Regions from separate parts of the Mus musculus genome. Here regions 1 and 2 are each linked to region 3. Evidence: chromatin contacts called from public Hi-C and HiChIP or PLAC-seq data. All regions are on one chromosome and are shown on one strand. Each heading gives the region's core, a stretch centred on a gene start, on an enhancer-like site or on the middle of the called end of the contact. The rest is flanking DNA. Distances are from core to core; before and after follow the strand shown.

Region 1 (2,885 bases), core at 170-2,669, 160 kb after region 3:
TATGGGGTGGGTCTCTCTCTCTCTCTCTCTCTCTCTCTCTTTCTCTCGTTTGTTGTGTTGCCCCTGGACATGTTGTCATGATTGTTTATGTGACTGTCTAGGTGGAGTTACCATGGCTTCCCTGCAGCTTCTTCTAACCTGCTCTTTCCCACCCTTGCTCCCTTCTGCTTTAGTCATTTCTCCTCATTTCCCCCATCAGTACTCCCCCCATCTCACACCCCCCCAACCACCGCCTGCACTCTCTTCAGGCCTGAACTTCCCCCAGGCCTGTACTCCCCTCTGGGCTGTATACCCACTCCCCACCCCCACCCCCACCCCCCACCCCTGCCTGCACTTTCCCCTTCTGTTTGCCTCTTGTCTTCTTTGAAATAATTTAGTGCTTGTAAATATTCAAGGTAAATATTTGGTCTAGGATCATGACTTGGTCAAAGATGATGATAGAGACTTATTCTTACTGTCAAAGACATTGTGACCCAAGTAACCATTGTCTGTGATCTGTTACTAAGGAGCTAATACAAAGTCTTTTCTCAAAGTCATAGTTGCCTTCAAAGTGGCCTAGAAAAGGGGTTGACTTCAGAGGAAGAATAATGAATTCCAGCTAGAGAAAGGCGGGGCCCCACTGTAGGGTGTGGCCTTGCCTGACATCCCCAGCTCTTGCTAAATCTTTGCTGTGGTGCTCACCATAGGGAAAACGTAGGACTGTGTATATAAGCCATTTACATGGAAAGCTTTACTTCTAAGTGTAGAACTTACCACCAATTTCCTTTTTTTTTTCTTTTCACTTTTACAAAATTTAACAAATAAGGGTTAGCCAGGCGGTGTTGGTGCACGCCTTTAATCCAGCACTTGGGAGGCAGAGGCAGATGGATTTCTGAGTTCGAGGCCAGCCTGGTCTACAAAGTGAGTTCCAGGACAGCCTGGGCTATACAGAGAAACCCTGTCTGGAAAAAAACAAACAAACAAAACAAAAAACAAAAAAAACCCCAAAAAACAAATAAGGGTTAAAGAAGAAAATCAAACCTTTGATGTCATACATAGTGAAAAACTTTTAAAGATAGAGAAGTCACTATGCATAGTCTCTTCGTTGGTTGTGTCACAGATGTCATGAGCTCTTCTGCAGTGACATTTCTGTAATTTATATTATTAATTATCTGTTGTATACAGATGTTAAGATTCTTTGATTTTGGAGAGGGCTTGATGGAGAAAGCGTTAAGAATCAGTATCTGTGGGATCTAGTAAGACCTCCTTCACCAGCAGACAGCACGTTACTCATCCAAGAGGGATTTAGAGAAGTGGGATTGGTGTTTGCTGTGTGGGCCTGGAGGCAGCTAGTACTGGCTGGCATTGTCTCTGCCCTCTAGGCTTGTCCGCGAGGCCCTGGGGTGAGCACAGCCTCTGAGTTGTGATGCTGCTGTGAGGGGTAGGAAGTAGGAAGTAGGAAGTAGGAAGTAGGCAGGGTGGGGCAGAGGCCTCGCCAGGCACAGTCTGTCTGGACTTTGGAGAGGCATTTCCCTTAAATCCAGTCATCAGAACTACTAGGTCCTGTGGCCCCTCTAGATGGTTCTCATAGATCAGAAGACATGGAGTCACATCTGTACAAAGTGGGGAGCTTGGCCAAGAGAGGAAAGGGAAACATTTGACGATTGTGAGCAAATAACTAAAACTCCTATTCAGATAGTTTGTTTCCTATGTTTACATTCCCGGAAGAGAATCCACTAAGGGGTGTTTGTATTTGCTTGTTTAAACGTTTGATCTAAGAAGTCACTATGTGTTTGTATTTCTAGTAGACAAATCATACTTTTCCCAGTAGCTTGTCTGCCTGTTTTAGTAGGTGTTTTAAGAATGGAATTTTGCTGTTAAAAAATTAGGGTCTTATTCTTTTACTGTTATTACTTGTTTTTAATTTTAGAAATAGTTTCTCAGTGTAAAGACAGGCTGGTCTCAAACATGAAATCTTCCCACTTCTGCCTCCCATGTGCTAGAATTCCAGGCTGGTAACACCATGCCTTGCAACTGTTCCCTTTCAGGGGTGGTATAGTGAGTGTCTGATGGTGTATTTAAAGCAGATGTTAAGAAATCCTGAGAGAATCAAGCTTAACAAACAGCCCTAAAATATTATAAAACTTAGTGTGCATGCATTTTATGTGTTGTGAGCATGTGCATGAGCACCTGCATTTGTTGTTGTTGTGTGTGTGCATGCAGATGGCTGGCCAGTGAGTTCTAGAGATCTGCCTTTTCCACCCACCTAATGCTGGACTTGCAGGGGGGCGGGGGCATTGTTGTACTGGGTGCTAGAGATCCAGTCAGATCCTCCTGCGTGCAAAGCAAGCGCTTGCTGGCAGCGTTCTCTCCAGCCCCGGAAAGCTTAGTTTTTATTGCTAACATCAAGTTTATAGTTTAACCTGTACATATTTTTGTTTTCTTTTTCACTGACAAATTCTTACACATCACAGCATGCATCTCCAGTGTCTTTACTTTTGAGATAGCAGTTAGTGGCCGTCCTGGTTAATTTAGCCTCCCCTGCTCTGCAAGTGGCACAGTTACCCATCTTCTGAGCTTACTCCTTGAATACTGTGGCTGCAGTGACTATGAAACGGAGGGGCAGGGAGCGTGTAAAGAAAATAAGTACTCTATGATTTAAGTTTTATTTGCGATGCTGAATGTGAGAAACTGTCTTGAGTCCATTTAGACTTACTGGAAGAGTTTCTGCAGCTTGCCAGTTTAGTTGGCAGAATCATGCTGTATTTTGTTTTCTTACTGTATTTGTGGAATTTGTGGTATTTATTTATATGAGTGTGTAAATGATGTGTATACATTTAGGAAAATGCTAGGCCATCTTGAGTATAAACTTTGAAGGCTCAGTTACAATCTCAGTGGGTGCTGAG
Region 2 (2,700 bases), core at 169-2,668, 140 kb before region 3:
TCACCTCACACTTGATCTGATGCACCTCTGATGCCTTTCTGGAAGGCATCAACAGTAAGCTGGACATCCATGCAGTGCCATGCACAGGACCCACGCACAGGACCCATGCACAGCACAAGAACTCTGGACATGGATGCCTCCACCTAAAGTTCAAGGAATTCCCTGGAGAGTCTTTGGAGAGCCTTAGGCTCCCAAATCTGTAGTGCCATCTGCATGCGACACCAGTGTGGGAGAGGTACAAGCATAAGACTCCAATCCTTGAATGTACTGTGTAGTCTTGTGCTCAGAGAAGTGGGATGAGTCAGCCCGGGCCTTGGGAGCTCAACCCCCACACTCGTGTATCTGGAAGGCAAGAATATAGTCAAAAGATTCTATTAGAGGCTTAGTATTAAATTTCGCTTACCTTGTTCGGTTTGGGACCTGCTTGGGATCCATTAGTCTGTCTTCCTTTTTTCTCCCTCTTGGATTGGAAGGGTTTACCCTGTCCTGTCACACTGTCACATTTAGGGAGTAGATAACTTGTTTGTTTTCACATGTTCAGAGCTGGAGTGTAGTCTGGCTCAGAATGAATCCCACCTTGGGGTTTCCTAGAGCCAATTTAGATGAGACTCTAGGCTTTGGATTTCTGAGCTGGTGCTGAGTGAGTTGCAGGTTGGTGGCTTTTGGGATGGACCGAATGCATTCTGTTTGTGAAAAGGGTTTGGAAGGTCACACAATGCTGTCGTCTTAAGATGCCTTCCAAAGTCTTCTGTCGAATTTAATCAACAACAGGATAGTATTAAGAGGTGGAGTCTTGAGGTGCTGTGTAGCCATTTTATCCTAGTTGAAACAATCCCTTCACAAGACTCAGGAAGTGTATGAAACTTATCAGTCTCAGAAAACTAAAACTTAGAAAATTCACTAGCCCCTTCTCTTAAGGTTTTGAGAACTTCATTTTTCTAAGTACCTAGGCCCTAAGCAGAGTGGGAACACATCCATCCCCTTGCTACCAGGGGTTACACATTAACCAAGGCCCACTCCCCAACACAGAGGGTGTGACCCTTGTCAGACAGGCACAAAGCATAGATCACAGATTAACTAAGTCAGCTTTCTTGCGATGCTGGGATGCAGGGCTTTCCCTGCCCTCAAAAGCCTTTAAGATTAGACCCTTGTTTTGTGTGCTAGGAGTGAAAATGACTACTTCTGTACCACTAGCTGCAGTGTTAATAAATCTGTTGTCTGGAGGATGGTTTGACTTAGCACCCCCACTTTCCTGCCCCCTCGGTCCCTCTGTCCATCTCTCCTTTCCATCCCTCAGATAGGTTATATAAGCAAGCAGTGAACAGTTGCTGAGAAAAGAGACTCTCCTCCCAGCTGAGCTGCCTGCAGTAGACTTTCTGACTGGCTGCGCTGCCTGCAATTTGGGGAAGGAGCGCCAGAGCTGCAGGTTTCCTGAGTCATCACCCATACTGGGGCAGGTTTTTTCAGTAATGCAGCTGCCGGAGTCAGCTATGCTTCCTGTGAGTAATCGCAATAAACTCACCGGTTCCCTAAGCTTGCCTTGTAGGGAACCCTCCCTTGGTATGTCTTAGTGCCCCATCTCAGGCAGTAGATGCGTGTAGATGTTTGTTTGGGTGACCCACCTGGAATCCCAGCCATCCAGGATATGGAGACAGGATCCTGGCCAAACTAGGAGAATCATTGAGCCCCGATTCAGTGAGAGGCCCTTCCTCAGCAAGCAGAATGGAGGGTGCTTGAAAAGGACACCTGACACTTCTGGCCTCCACAAATGCGCTTGTGCAGTGCACCCCCACCCCCACCCCACACATATACCATCCGTACACACAATTTTATATGCTTATGCAGCATTTGTCATTAGGATATTTAATTTTGGAAAATTTTAACATCTAACAAATTTCTTGTTTACGCTCAACATCCGTAGCAGGTGGAGAGAGAAGGTAAATAAATAAATACGAGCAGCTGTAGGCTGGGGTCGGGCCACACTCAGACAGACAAGCTTGTTTTCAGCCCTGGAGCTGCAGGGGATGGGCTGAATCTTGGCTCCCCCTGAACAATCTAGTGAGTCGCTGAGAAGCGAGGTGATTTTCACAGGGGCTTCAGTGCTTCAGGCAATATCTTATTTGTCCTTTCTTTTGGCTCTTAGAAACAATACAATAACTGGACCTTCATCTTAGGGAAGATGAAGACATTTTAATCTATCCTAAGCACATGACCCACTCAATGGGTCTCCACACTAGCAGGAGACTACCCCTGTCTTGTAAGCCTCAGTTCTCACAACAACTTGGAACTGAGGACTTAACATATTCATTCAGAGCAGAGGTTCTCAACCTGTGGGTGGTGACTTCCTTGGAGTCTTGAATGGCCCTTTCACAGGGGTCATCGCCTAAGATCATTGGAAAGCACAGATAATTCGTAGCAAAACTGCACTTATGAAGCAGCAGTGAAAATGGTTTTATGGTTGGAGGTCAGCACAACATGAGGGACAGGAGTAAAGGGTCGCAGCTTCAGGAAGGCTGAGAACCACCAATTCAGAGTCCAAACTCTGCTCTGGGCCTTCTCTTCTCCACACTAAGCTGGGCTGAATAACACTATACTTTAAGTAACAACCAGTTCAAAACAGAGCAAGACCTTTACCTGGCAACACTATCAGTGCTCGGTGAAGATAGGACAAACGTGTCAGCTCCCGTGGGAATTACTTAC
Region 3 (2,700 bases), core at 92-2,591:
TGACCCTGATTCTGCTCCTCAGGGCAGATCTCCTTCTATCGGAACTCTAGGGATCTTAGCCTAAAAGCAAACTAGTAGAATACTTTTGGTGTCAGCCTTTTCTACCTAGGTTCATTGTAAGTCTCATAAGGACAATCTGTCCAGGTGCAGTGGTGAACGCTTGCTGGCAGACATTTCTCCAGTCATCCAGGCGCTATTCAGGACAAGTATGCACTAAAAGCAGTAGGGTCAAGGCAAGACATTAGCTTGAATAAGAACAACAGTGCTGGTGGGCAGGTCAAACAAGGCTCTCACACCAGCGGTGAAGCCATTAGAGAGGTCTGAGGTTGGCTGTGAGTGGTATGCCAGATCCTGCAAACTCTACATGACCTGCTCTACTGTCAAATGCATGCAAACCATCGGAACATCAGTGTTGTACTGGCTGCCAAACCTGAGATGCTGACAAAGGCAAGCATAAGATGGAACAACGCAGAGGATCCTAGGACCCTGAAAGCCGTCTTCTTCCACGAGAAGGTCACTCACACAATGAGAATGTGCAACCTGCAAGCCTCACACAGCTAAGGATCAAACATACATCATCAATCCAGGACCTCCTCCATCTTGACTTCCAGAATCTTCTCCCATCAGTTCTTCAGACCCTAGGCTTCAAGACAAGACTGACCCATCTCTCATTCCCTACTGACCCTGTGTAAGCCAGCCATTTTGGCTATGCAGCCCTCTTGGCCTCTTGGCCCCAGGTTGCCTCTCTTGGTTGGTGGCTCCTCTCTTGCTCTCCCTCCCCCCTCTCCTCTCAAGAGGAGACAAGATAGGGAACTGATGTATTTATAGGTCGAAATTCATCAGCCTTGAAAAGGGGCCTGGCCAGTCCCAGCTTCCCATGGGGACTTTACTTTCATCTCCCTGGCCTCTGAAGCCCTTCCCATCGCTCCCACCCTTGCTGAGAAAAAGCTGCTTGTGATCCAAACAGAAAAGGTAGTGCCAGCTCCCAGCTCAAGTCTCCCAGCACGTCTCCTCTCCCTCTCTCATCCCAAAATATAACTGGTCCAAAAGATGTCAGTTTAGACATCTACAGCCATTGCTATTTTGTGTAAATTAAGTCCAGATAACTCAGCTGGGGCTTGAGCCCTGAGCCCAGCTGGATACAAGCATCACTAGTGGGAAACAGAAGCAGGGCTTCCAACAGCCGCTGTCTTAATGGAGGGCAGGGATGGGTGAAGAATCAGCTCACACACCTTCCTGCCCTGCTTCCTTCTCCCACTTTCTGAGCTCGGACTGAGCAGGGCCAGCCTGATTCTTCGGCCCTGGCACACCCAGCTATAAACAGGATAAGAATAACTATGAAAGAGGAAGCAAACTGGACCCTTGCTGGTTTTGTCAGCACGTTCCTCTTTCCTGGCACGATGACACGGTGTGTGGCTGCTGCACAGACTCCCCAGCAACTCTAAGCTCTGCTTCCTTGGTGAGCACAGAAGAATGCATGGTTCGTGCTCACATGAGCCCCCCACCACCTGTGCTTTTCTGCAGGATGATTTCAGCATTTCTGCTGCAGGCTGGACTCTCCTTGGGCCTGAGGCTCCTCATAACTATGGAGTTTGAAGAAATGGTTCTGTACAGCTTCTAAGTTCTGTACAGAAAAGACAGTGCAGTTCCTACCTTGTTCTGAGTACTTTTGCTGGCAGCCTTGAGCTACCACAGAAGGTGGAGGGCCCTGAGAGGGCCACGCCATGATCCTAGCCTTCAAAGCCTCCTGGCCCAGGCACCAGACTGACAGGAAACAGTTTCTCTACCTGTGGCCTCACTCTGAGTCTCTGCGGCTAAAGCCTAGGCCACCAAGAAGTAGGGATAAGACATCCTCCTGAGCCTTTACAGATTCCTGACCCAAGTTCCCGCCAGCATAATGAAAGGCTCTCATTCTGGCTGGCAGCAGGAATGAAAACAGTGGATGGCAACTGGAAAGTTTAGTTCTAGCTGCTGCCACTAGAGAAGCGGGTGCTCTTAGAAACACGATCTGTAGTGTAGGAAAGCGGCATTAGCTTGGTGCCAGGTACTACGTTAATAGCTTACAGCCACAATAGTAGGGTTGTCCTCATTACAGAAAAACAAAAAAAAAAAAAAAACAAAAAAAAAAAGAGTTCAGAGATCGAGAGCTTTGCTCAAGGCCAGACTACTTAATTGAGACCCCACAGCACTGAAACGGGCTACACGAAGACAAGTTGTCTACATAAAAGACTTATCTATGTGGAAGAATATGTTCTCGCTCAATATTTCCTGTTTGGGAATTTCCTGTTTTGCAGCATAACATCAAAGAACACAGCCCTACCACTGATGGGGCAAGTCCCCTTCCCTGTTACCTACCCACCCTATTACCAATACCTCCTAAATCTTACCCCATAGTTTGCAAAGACCTACTTGTCCCATCAAGGCCTTGCTCTGAACTCTCCTTCTGCCATCTCTAAAGCCATATATCTTTAGCAAACTGTTTTGTACTGTGCCACATAGTTCTGGTTGTCTGAGTGTGTTTACACAGTCGGCCTCCAGAGGACTAAAAGAGTGGGATGGAAGGAATGCCTACGCTATGCAGAAGACAGGTGACACACTGAAATTCCTACAACAGCAACACAATAGCAAGCACACCCCATGTTCATTAAAACTTGCCAGGTAATCAAACTGGTTAAGAACCATAACTCATGCACAATGCAA

The links. Hi-C and Micro-C count contacts between places; a contact is called where the count stands out from the background. HiChIP or PLAC-seq counts read pairs in DNA pulled down with a chosen protein or histone mark.
Region 1: an H3K4me3 HiChIP or PLAC-seq map of bone marrow-derived macrophages shows a contact between it and region 3, with 2.7 times the contacts expected there. The contact joins two enhancer-like sites. A contact is called at or near these places in 1 of 484 Hi-C or Micro-C datasets (cerebral cortex), 1 of 115 datasets of contacts at active chromatin or transcription factors (bone marrow-derived macrophages) and 1 of 9 other capture datasets (adipose tissue).
Region 2: a Hi-C map of cerebral cortex shows a contact between it and region 3, with 1.9 times the contacts expected there. The contact joins two enhancer-like sites. A contact is called at or near these places in 2 of 15 datasets of contacts at CTCF or cohesin (the NIH/3T3 cell line and stem cell-derived epiblast-like cells), 4 of 484 Hi-C or Micro-C datasets (bone marrow-derived macrophages, cerebral cortex, embryonic fibroblasts and 1 more) and 6 of 115 datasets of contacts at active chromatin or transcription factors (the NIH/3T3 cell line, bone marrow-derived macrophages, embryonic stem cells and 2 more).

What each region holds. Positions count from the first base shown.
Region 1 is chr12:81,909,247-81,912,131 of GRCm38.p6, forward strand. The region is part of intron 3 of Pcnx (pecanex homolog); the gene reads left to right. Among named protein-coding and RNA genes, the nearest start is that of Pcnx, 51 kb to the left of the region's middle. Within about 2 kb of position 1,420, at least 12 of the 459 cell types and tissues checked have an H3K27ac peak or open chromatin away from gene starts, as enhancers often do. A contact at or near this core is called in bone marrow-derived macrophages, where this site is marked.
Region 2 is chr12:81,615,738-81,618,437 of GRCm38.p6, forward strand. No RefSeq gene overlaps it. Among named protein-coding and RNA genes, the nearest start is that of Ttc9, 14 kb to the right of the region's middle. Within about 2 kb of position 1,419, at least 25 of the 459 cell types and tissues checked have an H3K27ac peak or open chromatin away from gene starts, as enhancers often do. A contact at or near this core is called in cerebral cortex, where this site is marked.
Region 3 is chr12:81,753,495-81,756,194 of GRCm38.p6, forward strand. All of the region lies in intron 2 of Map3k9 (mitogen-activated protein kinase kinase kinase 9), which reads right to left. Among named protein-coding and RNA genes, the nearest start is that of Map3k9, 26 kb to the right of the region's middle. Within about 2 kb of position 1,342, at least 126 of the 459 cell types and tissues checked have an H3K27ac peak or open chromatin away from gene starts, as enhancers often do. A contact at or near this core is called in bone marrow-derived macrophages and cerebral cortex, where this site is marked.